2 separate regions of the Mus musculus genome follow, and region 2 is linked to region 1. Evidence: chromatin contacts called from public HiChIP or PLAC-seq data. All regions are on one chromosome and are shown on one strand. Each heading gives the region's core, a stretch centred on a gene start, on an enhancer-like site or on the middle of the called end of the contact. The rest is flanking DNA. Distances are from core to core; before and after follow the strand shown.

Evidence for each region. HiChIP or PLAC-seq counts read pairs in DNA pulled down with a chosen protein or histone mark.
Region 2: a contact with region 1 is called in an H3K27ac HiChIP or PLAC-seq map of the NIH/3T3 cell line, with 3 times the contacts expected there. The contact joins the promoter of Cpt2 here to the promoter of Gpx7 in region 1. A contact is called at or near these places in 2 of 39 promoter capture datasets (the 3T3-L1 cell line and hippocampal neurons), 1 of 484 Hi-C or Micro-C datasets (embryonic stem cells) and 1 of 115 datasets of contacts at active chromatin or transcription factors (the NIH/3T3 cell line).

The regions. Positions count from the first base shown.
Region 1 is chr4:108,403,507-108,410,162 of GRCm38.p6, reverse strand. Gpx7 (glutathione peroxidase 7) reads left to right here and starts at 3,450. Exons shown (of 3, transcript NM_024198.3): 1 at 3,450-3,620. The coding sequence starts at 3,486. It overlaps Gm32297 (a long non-coding RNA gene), which reads right to left. Exons shown (of 6, transcript XR_003955247.1): 5 at 4,377-4,588; 6 at 3,616-4,047.
Region 2 is chr4:107,920,801-107,927,416 of GRCm38.p6, reverse strand. Cpt2 (carnitine palmitoyltransferase 2) reads left to right here and starts at 3,828. Exons shown (of 5, transcript NM_009949.2): 1 at 3,828-4,102. The coding sequence starts at 3,951.

The DNA.
Region 1 (6,656 bases), core at 2,201-4,700:
GTGAGATGGCTCAGTGGGTAAGAGCACCCGACTGCTCTTCCGAAGGTCCAGAGTTCAAATCCCAGCAACCACATGGTGGCTCACAACCATCCGTAACAAGATCTGACTCCCTCTTCTGGTGTGTCTGAAGACAGCTACAGTGTACTTACATAAAATAATAAATAAATCTTAAAAAAAAAAAAAAAGACTTGCCTTGGTCACGGTGTCTGTTCATAGCAGTAAAACCCTAACTAAGACATACATATACCCTGAATGAGTGAAATCTTGAGTGAGGGTATTTTGGCATGAGCAAGGCCTGTTGAGGATTCAGACCAATTGGCCCATGGGAAATTGGCAAAGCCGTTACTTATGGGTCAGGCTCAAGAGGGATGGCAGTTTTCTTCAGAAGACTTGAGTATGAGTGTTTATGACCGATTGACCAGTGTGTGTCAAAGATGTAGCTTCCTCCTCCAGGATATTGACAGCCTGAGACTATTCACCTGCAGAGGCCTCAGAAACTGATTAACCCTTCCCCTGTGCTGTACCTAACAGGCAGAGTGTGGTTGCAGGTTGCAGTGATAACAGTAGTGTTAAAACCCCACTACCGGGTTGGTGAGATGACTCAGTGGGTAAGAGCAGCCAACTGCTCCTCCGAAGGTCAGGAGTTCAAATCTCAGCAACCACATGGTGGCTCACAACCATCCGTAATGAGATCTGACTCCCTCTTCTGAATGTCTGAAGACAGCTACAGTGTACTTACATATAATAAATAAATAAATAAATAAATAAACAAACAAGTTCATTGTGTGTGTTTGTGTGTCTGTCCTTTCTTCAGTCCCTTGCCACCTTGAGCCACCGGGGACAAGGCAACATGCAAGATGGTGACACCTCTTCCTTCCTGCCCTGTTCTCATTCTGTAAAGTGCTACAGGGTTTCTATTATATGTCTTAGTTTTTAGTCTTTTCTCCTCCTACAGGAATGTAAATTCAATATTTTTATTTTATTTTTTCACTATATTAAAAGCTCTTAAAATAGTTCTGCATTAGATACTCAAGAGTCTGATGAACAAATTGAGCATCTTAAATGGCCATGAATAACGTCTTTGAACTTTATTGTAGGAAAGAAGAGAGCTAGGGATCCCACAGCAAGCCTCCAACCCTTTCAAGTGCTCCTCTGAGATTTAGTGCGATTTGCCTCTGTCTTTGAGTCTTCCAGTTGTTAACTGTGCCACCCAGAAATAACTATGCTTCCTTAAAAACACCAGAACTATGTAGCAGGCTGAAAATAAAGTTAAGGATTATATTCTGTTGGCTAACGTCATCAGCCTCACATATCAATTCTAGCGTGAACACAGAGCAGAAGTCACCAGGAACTTTACAAAAAAATAAACATTTACTGAGTATCTTGTGTACGAAGAAAGGTCACAGGGAGGATCCAGACATGGGCTTTCCTTGGAGGGCAAGGCAGCTGTGGAAATGGACAACTATACATTACTGTCAGCTTCACTGCTTACGCTAACAAGACCATCTTAAGCCTCACGACGCCCAAAAGATAAGGAGGCAGAAGGGTAGGGAAGCTTGCTTAGGCCTTCACCTTGCCTGGAGCACCTTTGTCCTGTACCCCACCTCTACTGGCCAAGTAGTCTGCTCCTGCAGAGAGAAGCCATGTTGGTGGTGGAGAAAGATAGCATACTCTGAAATCTGAGGGCTGGGAGTTCAGATCATACCATGTCACCTTGTGTACAAACAACTCTGCTAGCCTTGTGATGTGGCACTCATAGCCTTTCCCCAGCTGGCCCTGAAGACTCCCCCAGGCTCATCTGCCTCACCCCTTCTTAATCCAAGCAGCCAACCCCTCCCCTCACTGCTCCCCCCCCCCGCCCCCCCCCCAAGCCTTCACTAAACCTGCCCAACTTTAACTCCCATTCCTCTCCCACTATGTTCTCTGCTGTGATCATCACCGGACCTTAAAGCTCCTCGGTCTCTTCTTTCCAGCATCTGCTCCTGCCTTTTCCTGTCTGAGTACCACAAAAAAGCCAGAGGGATCTATCTGCTATATGTGGGCCTCACTAAGATGCTTTAGCTAATAGTAACAAACAACAACAACAACAAAAAAAACCCAAAACTTTATTTCTTAGTTTAAGGCTTGTAATTTTTTTTAATACGATGTCTCCCTATTAAGTCACACACAGCTGGCCTGGTACTATATAGACCAGGTTGCCCACTAACTCAGAGATCTGCCCGCCTCTGTCCTCCAAATGCTGGGATTAAAGACATTGGCTATCATGTAGGGCAAGCCTGTAAACTTTATTGTGGCCCTCGGAGGCTGTGTGGCCTCACGACTACCTCCCCTCCCCCACCCCCAAGCGTACTTTCATGTCAGCCAAACTAGTCTTTGTTGCCCATTGTATCATGTTTCACTCTCCCAGGAGGCCTTGTACAACTTTCTGCTTTTACCTGAATAATTTCTATTCATTTGTCAAGAGTTCAGTTCAAACCTCCTTTCGTTTGCCCACACACAACCTCGACTTTATTAGGTGGTACTGTACCGGCCACAACTGTAGTTTTGGAGTTAACTGTAAAATTTTTAGTGTCCTATCTCCCTCTGAATAGGAAGCCCACATGTTTTCCCTCACTGCACGGGGGGTGGGGGTGGGGGGTGGGGGGTGGGGGGTGGGGGGCTAGAGCTGAACTTGGCATAGAACAGGTACTCCAAATGTGTGTTAACTCATACTAAGTCGCCACCGGATGCTTGGCCCTTTATGGGTGTCATAGACGTTTTTCTGCGCCTGGGAAACGCTGTAGCTTGCTATTGAGATCTCTTGTCACTAACTTGAGATTGCAGCTGCTACCCACGTTTGTGTCCACAAAGAGCTTTTAACTGTCAGCTGCTGGAGATACCGGGCCTTCTTGGCTCCTGCTGCACCTCCAGTAAGGAGGCAATAATCCAGTGACTGACTAGATAGGCAAGCTCTCCTAACCCCCATGCACTGCTGGAATCCAAACCGCAGCAGACTTGTCTCCCACACTTGTCTGACTTTGGGGAAACACTACATCCATTAACCTAAAGTTTGTACGCATCGTTCAGCTATCAAATTGTTTTCCAGCACTTTCCCGTTACAGTCCAGTACTCCCAATTCTACACTAGGTAATATTCCCGTAAAGAAACTGGGGCTCAGAGTGGTGGAGCGATCCGCCTAAGGCCAGGCACTAGAAGCTAATCCTCACAGATTTTTCTCCGCTATCTCCCTATTAAGTCTCTGCGCCCTGAGCTTGAGTTTGAGCGAATTTTGGTCTCAGCCTCAAGAAAACAGGATCCTGCGATCTGAAGCTAACCAGCGCAGAGCAGCTAGGGAAACTGAGGTCCAGAGCCGGGACTCTGCGCCTGCAGAGACGACTGAGAAGGGGGCGCGTCCTGCCCAGCGGGCCGCCTCCTCCCGCCCCACACGGCGGGGTCCCCTCCGCCTTGTCTTTGCCCTCGCCAAGTCGCCACCTCGGGAGTGAACCATGGTTGCAGCTGTGGCGACGGCGTGGCTGCTCCTGTGGGCCGCGGCCTGCGCGCAATCCGAGCAGGACTTCTACGACTTCAAGGCGGTCAACATCCGGGGCAAGCTGGTGTCGCTGGAGAAGTACCGTGGCTCGGTGAGTGACGATTCCTTGCGGGCCTGGCGCGGAGGGGAGGGAGGGGCTCCGTGGGGATGCTACTCTCGGGTGTGCCACAGCTCGGACACCACCCTGCTCATCCCAGCCGCGAGATCGGTGCAACCGGCGCTCCCAAACCCTTGCCCACTCAGGCCTGCGGCTACGTGGCACAGCTTAGGAGCCACCCGCGCTGACTGCGCTCTGCGAGGCTCAGGATCTCACCCGGAAGGTGAATGCCCTCCGCTCTCCGCTTTGCCTCTCCCAAGTGGAAAAGAAACCCTAGCCTTTATGGCCCTTTGCCGGTCCAGTCCAGCTTCTGCTCCTGTAACAGTGGGTCCAATGAGAACGCAGAGAGACAAATGTGCAGTGGAGGGAGTGACCATCAAAAATGGACCTTTTCATGATTCTTAGAATCCACCCTCAGGCCCTGAGAGCAAAGATACAACAGTGGAAAGCAATCCAAGTTGTAAGAGAACCCCCTATACACCCTTCCCATCCTTGATCCTCCTAAGACCCACCCCTTAGAGGGCAGTTGTGATGGAGTTGCTAATGGGCCTGCCCTACTCACTAGGCGAATCACAGTAAGAAGGAAGTGTGTCAGGATTGGGTCTTTTAAATAAAACTTGAGCAAGACAGATCAATCCAGACAGAGAGAGCTGGCCAAGTCCAGACACAGAAGCAAAACAACAAGAAAGGTCAGGGTGGACCAGGGATTTCAGCAGCGGGTACTTGAGAGATACAAACTGCTAGACTAACCGGTGTTAGATGAGGCTGACTGCCAGGGAGACTTTGAACTGTAAAGTTCAGAGACTCTGGTGCGATGAAGAATCTTCTCAAGAGAGGAGCATGGTAGCACACACCTTTAATCCCAGCATGCTGAAGGAAGAGAGTCTGTGAGTTCAAGACCAATTTAGTGTCTATCTACATTGGGCGATCCAGAAAGCCAGGGCTACATGGTGAGACCCTATCTTTAAAAAAAAAAAAAAAAAAAAAAAGGTAATTAATTAATTTTTAAAAATCCTTCAAAGAACCTTTTGTCTCTTGAGTTGGAGTTGGAGATCCTGGTGTGAAGACTGCTATTGAACACTAACTGACTTGTGACCCCATCATCCAGAGTTGGATGGTTCAGTAGGCTTTTCTTGCAAGCAAGAGTATCTTTAGGGGCAAAACTATTCTCAATAGCCTTGTTGTTCTCGATTACACTGAGAGTCCTTGCCCTGACCAGTGTGCTGTAAGTTTCAAGAGAGAAAACAGTGTAGAAACATTAGGTAAGCTTTAGGCGCTCTGTATGGATGACAGGTCTTGTCAATGACAGCATCCAAGACTCCAGACAAACGGCAGCAAAGAGCAAGGCCATTTACTAGTCAGGGAAGGCCTGTAATGAAGGTAGACAGATGGTGATTAAAACACGTTCATGTTTTAATCAAGTTTATAGGGAGAAGAGACAATAAATAAGGCACTGAAAACTGAACCAGCCAATCCCAATAGCAATGAGAGCTTTAAAAAAAGGCCGGGTGTGTGGTGCATGCCTTTAATCCCGGCACTTGGGAAGCAGAAGCAGGGAGATCTCTGAATTACAGGCCAGTCTGATCTACAGAATCTTCCAGAACACTCAGGGCTCTTACACACAGAAAACCTGTCTCAAAAATAAATAAATAAATAAACAAAACAAAAAAGCTTTAAAAATACTAAAAGGTATAGGATATAGAATTAGCCTACACACAATTAATCCTAGCACTTGGGTGGCAGAAGCAAGCAGATATTTGTGAGTTCAAAGCCAATCTGGTCAACATAGCAAGTCGCAGGCCAGCTACGGCTATGTGAGGTAATGAGCTCAAGTTGGCCAGGCTGGTCTTGAACTCATAGAGATTCACTTGACTCTGTCTCTGCCTGCTACATGCAGGAATCAAAGGCATGCAACATTTTTTCCTTGCTTTGCTTCTTTTTTCTTTTCTTTTTAAGAGACAGTCTTACTGTCTAGGCTGGCCTCCACTTTGAAATTCTGCTGCCTCAGCTCCTTAGAGCTAGGATTACAGGTATGTGCCACAGACCGCCATGGGGAACTACTCTTGGTCATCAAGCCTAGGCATCTAGTCAGTTCAGGCTAGGAGGACGCCAGAACTCTACAATAAACAGGGCAGCTCCCCAAGGTGAAGACCCATAATTTTAGTAGCGCTGAATCTGAGACTAGCTTGAGCAATTTGTGTCCAGCGTGCCAGACTGACCCCGGGAAATGATCTAGTTTGGGTAGCCAGATGATATTATCCCCAACTTGTCTCAAAAGCAGCCATGGAGATAGGGCTAGGGCACACAGGCAAAGGATTTTTAATCTTTTAATAATACAGAGTAGAAGCTGGAAATGTGGCCTTCCTGCCAACATTCTAAGTACATTATAACTCAGTTCCATCGGCTGGCTTTGAATTTATTGCCTAAAACCTTTACAAAAATTAGGGCTCAGCTATCAAACTCTAAGCATTTGTTTGCTGGAAGGGAGCAAATCAAAAGGGATTGTCCTAGGGGGTAGTCATTCTATCTGTGTATCCATGTGCTGGCAGCTTCTTCCAGGGAAGGGTACAGAGGGACACACAGCTCTGCTTCCTTTGTCTTTAGAAACTTCTAGGAAGGAACTCATCTGGAAAATCTGAATTATCCAGCTGATCCGAACAAACTGAACCCAAGCGTACCTGTCTCCTCCAAAAGATCACCTACTGACCTGTACTCCCTGTGCGCATGCCTCTCTGTGAATGTGCTATGTGTATTTGTGGATATGTGTACTACTAGCTAGTGCAGGTTTGGATCATAGAGCATGTGCATATTAATTTAGGTGAATTGTGTGCATACAGTCACAGATATTCATGTATGTGTGTACATGTGTCTAGACCCCTATGTGCCTGCTTTTATGTGTGGGTGTGTTTATATGAACATTACACACTTATTTACATCTATATATACATGGTATTCTTGCCTGTGTGAAGGAGTCACCTATGTGAACACACCAGAACAGATACAAAAGCATGCCTTTTTGCTGGATTGTAT
Region 2 (6,616 bases), core at 2,579-5,078, 480 kb after region 1:
TAATAAATAAAATAAATCTTAAAAAAAAAAGACTGAGTGCTTAAGAGAAAAGGGACTGTATTGTCTTATCAGGTTCCTTATTATAAATTCTCACCAAGCCCCTCACCTTAAGAGCAAGTAAAGGCGATTTCATATTTGGAGGTGATCTTATGTATTTCTGAGTGATCTTGGTGCAACTACATGAGGAGGCTATTTTGCCACAGGGCCCCTAGGAGACCCTCCATGGTCCACATAGTTATTGCCAGCAAAGGCCTCAAAGGGTTATGTCTCTTAAGGCAAGACAAGCAGGTTATTACCTTCTGCAGGAGTCTCTTAGCATCCTGGGTAGGGATGATCTTAGCTGAGGGGCTTTCAGGACCTTCCAATAGTGAGAAGAGACTTCTCATCTCTTGATTGGGGGTCAGGAGAAATGGCTTTACCCAATTCATAGTCCCATACAGCTGTTGAAGCCCCACGAGGGAGTAGGTCTGAGAAATAGAGAAGTCAGGGGTCTAATCTGCTTAGAAATGGAGAATCCCAGAAAGGCATATGGGGGCACTGAGTTTTTGGGGGGAGGGGGCACAACCCACAGATTAAGCTCTTCTCAGTCTTTCAGGAGCTGTGAGGTAGTTCCTTGTGAAAGAGATGAATCAGGATGTGCCAGCATAATATTGTCCATATAGTGGACGATCAAAATAACTTTTGGGGTGCAGGTGGCACAAGATCTTGCAAGATGTTTGCAAGGCCTGTAGTGCCTCAGTCACATAAGGCTGGCAGATGGTGGGACTATTTTTCATTCCCTGTGGGAGAACTGTCCATTGGTGTCTCCTAGCTGGGTTTTGCATATTAGGTTCCCACACTGTAAAGGCAAAGCCACATCTGTCCTAGGTGCCAGGGGATTTGGAAAAGACAGCCCTTGATCTCCATCACTAGCCTGTGACAGAAGGGTGGGAGGGCACCAGGATGAGGCATTCCCACCTGAACCATCCTCATTTCTTCCATTTGTTCATTGATAGCTCTCAGATCTTGTAAGAGTCTATATTTTCTTGACTTCTTTTTTTTTTATGACAAAGATGAGGGTCTACTGGTCAAGGGTTCTATGAGACCAAGTTTAAGTTTTCCCTCAATCAGTTCTTTGAGAGAGAAAAATTTTGGTTCAATGATTGGCCATTGATCTACCCAGATATTGACATCTGACAGCCAGGCCAGCAGTATGGGGTCAGATACCATGATGGAAGGAGGCTCTGGGTGGGCAGTGTCCCTTAGGATTGGTGGTGATCCCCTTTAGGAGGCCAGTTAGGCCCAGTTGTTCATGTTCCACAATGTCATCAAAGAAGGCCTGATCGCCCATTGTAAGGATGACACCCATGTCCTCTAGTACGTCCCTGTCCCAAAGTGTTTGAGGGACATCTGCAACAGTGGAATCCCATCTAGGCGTACAGTCATCATGGGTGAGTGTGGAAACATGGGGAGAGTCCAGTAGACAGTGGGCCTGCTTGGTTAAGTTCCCCCTGCACTTAGGGTTCTCCTTTAACAACCATACTGTCATGCAGTGTTTGTTCTAGGTAAAGCCTGGTGGAACTTGGCAACTCAGGACTCAAGCCCAGCCGATTCTAGGTACCACTTTCTCATTTCTTTGACTACTTGGCTGTTTACTTATGCTGGGTTCGGTCTCCCTTTACCAGCTGGATCTTTTCGTTGAAGTGTGAACTCTTTCTCCTCCTCTCTAGTTAAAGTCTCTTGTTTCTAAGAACGTTCACTTTGATGGCTTTTGTGGCTCAGTCACTTTTGTGGTGCGCCACTCAAGGGACGACAGTATCCCCACAGGTTTCAAGGTTTTGAAAACTACTAGGATTTGGAGACAACTGATCTTTTGTTTTTGAGACAGTTTCTCTGTGTAGCCCTGGATATCCTGGAACTCACTCTGTAGACCAGGCTGGCCTCGAACTCACACAGAATCGTTTCCCTCTGCTTCCCAAGGGCTGGGATTAAAGGCCAGCATTCCTGGCCTGACAAATGAACTTTTTCAGAAAGGATTTTATATTCTTCCTATGACACTCTACAGTACAGACAAGAGATTCTGATACTTTGAATTTGGGCCAGATAGGTCTGTTCTCAAGGGAGGAAAATTAGAAGTTTGGTATTTTTAAAATTTTGTTTTAAAATTGCCATTTTATTATGTTGTGTGTGGAGGTCAGAGGACATCCTTCACAAGTCTGTTCTCCTTTTCCACCATTGTGTCTCAGGGACTTAACTCAGATCATCATCAGTGCCAAGGACCTTACTCCCTGAGCCATCCCACCCGTCAACATCGAATCAATTCTCAGGCCTCCACCTTCCCAGTGCTGGGATTACAGGCATGCACCACCATATTTGGTTGGTTTATGTGATACTAGGGATCAAACCTAGGGTTTCATGCATGCTAGGCAAACACCCTGCCCACTGAGTTACATCCCTGGTTCCCACTAGCTTTGAATTCTGTGCTTAGCTCTTCAGTCAATGAAGAAAAGTTCTTCAGTATGGAGCTGGTAAGTGAGTTTCCTGTTTAACTGCTGGTCATCTAAATAAGGACAGAGCCCGAGAAACAAACTCAGGTCCCCTGAACTCCAAATCCAGTGCCCTTTGGGATGTGTTCCAGCTCATGGCTCTGCCTACCTACTTATGGAACAGACAAAATGTACTTGGCTGCTTCAGATCTACAGGGTCCTGACAGACAGCTGGAGCTAAAGGAAGGTTGTGTTTCCAGAATGGAATTCTGTTGTGCTTCAAGTGAGAATAATTCACTATGTAAAATAAGTGGTAGCAGAACCTATTACTTCTTTAGCTACAGATGAGGCAGAGACCAGAGGGGTATGGTATATGTTGCTTGCCTGTGGTGGTTTAGCGATGGATGGGGATGTTCACGTTCAAGAATCTTTGAATTCCTGAAAAGTTTGGGACTTCAGGACCCATGTGTGCTGACAGGTAGCCTCCTACGGTGGACTGAGGCTAAAAGACACCCAGAACTAGAGGACAAGGGTTTCCTCTTGGTAGGGAACCTGTTTTGTTTTTTTCCTTTGAAATATTCAATCTGAAAAAGGATGCTCATTTCTGGTTCCTGTACATTCTTTTTCCTTCCTTCCTCTTGTTTTGATTAAGACACAGTCCCGTGTAGCCCAGGATGGCTTCCAACTCGCTATGTAGCTGAATATAGGCTAGAATTCTTGACACTCTGCCTCTGCCTCTCCTTCAGATTACAGGCATGCACCCCCAATTTCCAGTTATACATTTTTAATAATATTTTTATTAGATATTTTCTTTACATTTCAAATGCTATCCCGAAAGTTCCCTATCCCCCCCCCACCCCACCCCACCCCCACCCCCCCCCGCCCCGCGAAGCCACACACTTCAAAGACTTCAGGCTTGGGGAATGCTACACGGACCTAGTATGAGTAAAGTATTCTGCCTAACAAATTATATTGGTGAAATAAGTATGACTATTGTTCAGTAAATCTAGAACTGTGGAGGCGTTTGTTGATCTTGTTCTCTACTTAGAAGACAAAGGTTTGAAATGTTCTTGGTCTCTAGAGACCAAGCCTTGACAAGGATAGGTCTGCCAAATGCCAAGTTTCAGCGTTTCTTTTTTCTCTACTTTTGATTTCTATCCAGTTCTGTGAAAGGAAAAGAGGTTAGCTTCAGAGTTACATGCCTGCCACCTTCGGGCAAGAAGCTGGGCTTACTATAGTTTAGAGACCGCTTCCGGCCCAGGTGGGCGTGGCCGCCTCTTGGGCGTGGCCACGATGTGGGCGGGCTCTGGGAGAGGCCAAGTGTGGGCGGGGCCACCGCCTATCGGTGCCCGGAAGTGCCCCTGTGGGCGGAGTTGAACTGGACGTTAAGTCTCTACGGGTGTCCCGGGCCTGAGGGCAGCGGCCTGCTTGCTCGGGAACTCCCTCAGCCACCGCGTCCTCAAGCCGCCATTGCCGCCCGGGACGATGATGCCGCGCCTGCTGTTGCGTGACTGGCCCCGGTGCCCCTCGCTTGTCCTGGGAGCCCCTAGTCGGCCCTTAAGTGCTGTCTCGGGGCCCGCCGAGTATCTGCAGCACAGCATCGTACCCACCATGCACTACCAGGACAGCCTGCCCAGGTGAGCCCAGCCTCCTGGCCCCGGCCCAGACCCGACTCCTGGTGCTTAGGACTTGCCCTGAACCTCCGGCCCTGGAGGCAGTCACATTCCCCAGCTTGGAAAGCCTGAGACTTTGAAAATTCCCTGGCTCAGAAGATTCAGAAACTTTAAAGTCTCCTCCGCAACCCTCCCGTCTACAAGTTCATCTTGAATCCTACAAACTCCTGCCCGCTCCATTAATCTTTCAGACAGCTATCCTGAGCCCTACACACTTAATGCCTGAAAATCACCCGAATCCTTTCTACTAGGGTGGTCAATTCCTTGTTTTGTTTTGAGGGTTTGTGTGCCCTAGAACTAGCTCTGTAGACCAGGATGGCCTATTAGAGATCCTCTTGCTTCTGCCTGTAGAGTGCTGAGATTAAAGATATAGGGCACCCCCATTGAGGGAGGATAGCCAGTTCCTAACATGGGTCTCCCTCGGGTCAGTGTCCCCTATTCACCTTTACCTGTTGCTGAGAACACCCAGCCCACTCCTCTTCCAGTACCTGTTCTGGTAGTGTCCCATCGTTGCTGCAAGCACATCTTTATCCTCATTTTAGCATTCTCCATCTTCTGCTCCATCTTCTAAGGTCAGCCTTAACCTAGAACTTTTTCATACCCACCAAACCTTCCTCAGCACTCTTTCGGGTGGTCCCCAACACCTCACCCACACTACCTGACCTATTCAAACAGCCCTAATAAGTGTTCCTCCATGTCCGTCACCCCCTGTCCCCAATACCCAGTACTTCCTTAAATCTGGAGTCTAGTTTTCTCGTTGATCTCTCAGCTTTGTTCTAGGTTGCCAGAATAGAAATTACCTTCACTCTAAGCCAAACCTAAATTGTCTTTGCATTCATTGTTTATTTCCCAAACCAAGCTCCAAACCTGTTTCAAATCCCCCTCACTGTCCTGGCCCAGCTGCCAGTGATCCTTCCTGCTCCATCCGGGAAAAGACACACATTGTACCATGGTATTGTTCCCTGCTGTGGGGTTTGTTTTCCTCCGTGTCCAGCAGTTATTTAACCCAGTGTCATCTGCCCACCGTGCCTTCTCAGCAAGAACCCAGTGTGCTTATGTGTGAGACCAGCTACAGTGAGGTTATCTGAATTCAGCAGGACGGAGGGGGAAAGAGAAAGGGACTTTGCTATTGCAGGATGAGGGTGTGACCTGGCTTCTCCAGACAGCCTGTGTGAGCTGCATTAATATGTAGGGGAAAGGTGAGGGCTTGGGAAAGAGAGTTTTCATTTGCTGAGTCAGATGGGCACTGACTTTCAGGCAGGCCTGTGCCTTACCCAGGTTTAAGATCAGGTGGACTGTCGGTAGTTTAGAATTGGAAAACTGTAAGAATATTCAACATAGTTTAGTCTTGTCCACAGCACAAACGTCTGTAAGATCCTGGAAGTATAAATAATATTGCTTGTCAGGTGTAGTGGCAGGTTCCTGGAATTATAAATACTATCACTAGTCAAGGGTAGTAGTGCATACCTTTAATCTTAGCATTCAGAAGGTGGAGGCTGGCTGTGAGTTCAAGGCCTGCCTCATCTATATTGTGAGTTCCAGGATAGCCAGAGCTACATTTTAGAACCTGTCTTGGGAAAAAAGCCAACGAGCCCCTTTCCTCCAAAAACAAAACCAACAAACAAAAAACAAACCAATCCACCCTACTACTGTATGCTCTCATGGAGCAGCCGACGTTCCTGGTGCTTCATCGTGAAGTGGGAGTTAGATGAGAGACTTTCTGTGTCAGCAATTCCGAGCTAGTAAAATATACTCTCTCTCGATGTCACACTTGGCAAGGAGCCCTAACCTTGAGGTCAGGCAGAACTTCGTTTCTGATGTGTATTTGCCATTAGGGCTGCAGTTTTGCAGTTAAAGAGCCACAGTCCTCAATGAGGTGAATGGCAACACAGCTCTTTGGACTGACTATTAGGAGGCCCTTGGGATAAGGAAACCATTGCCACACCCTCTGTTCCTCCTTATCACTGCTTCATTTTAGCCTCAGTGGCCTTGGACTCTGTCTAGAAGGAGCCCTGGAATTATCATCTGCTTAAACTTTTTCAGGTGCTGTGGGTTTTGTTCTTGTAGATACTGAGAGATGCATATCAGGGGTATAGAGAAATGGCTCAGTGGTTAAGAGTGATCGCTGCTCTTGCAGAGGACTTGAGTTCTGCTCCTAGTACCACATCCAGTGGCTCCCAATTGCCTGTAACTCCAGTTCCAGGGAGGAATTAGAATTAAACACGCCATACAAAGCCCTTGTGCAGGTTTGGCACAGAATACTCAGTAGGCATTCATAAGCATGGTAACTGGAACAAGATGGCAACTGATGTGCTCTGTCAGTGACTTAATGTTACGGTGGGTGAGGGAAGCCCCATAGAGGAGGTGACACTGATCTAGAATTTGACGTTTACCAAGTGGGAGGAAGAACAGAGCTGCACATCAGGAGAAGGTGCTGAAACAGTGTTGTACATAGAGAGGTCGAGAGGTAGACATTAG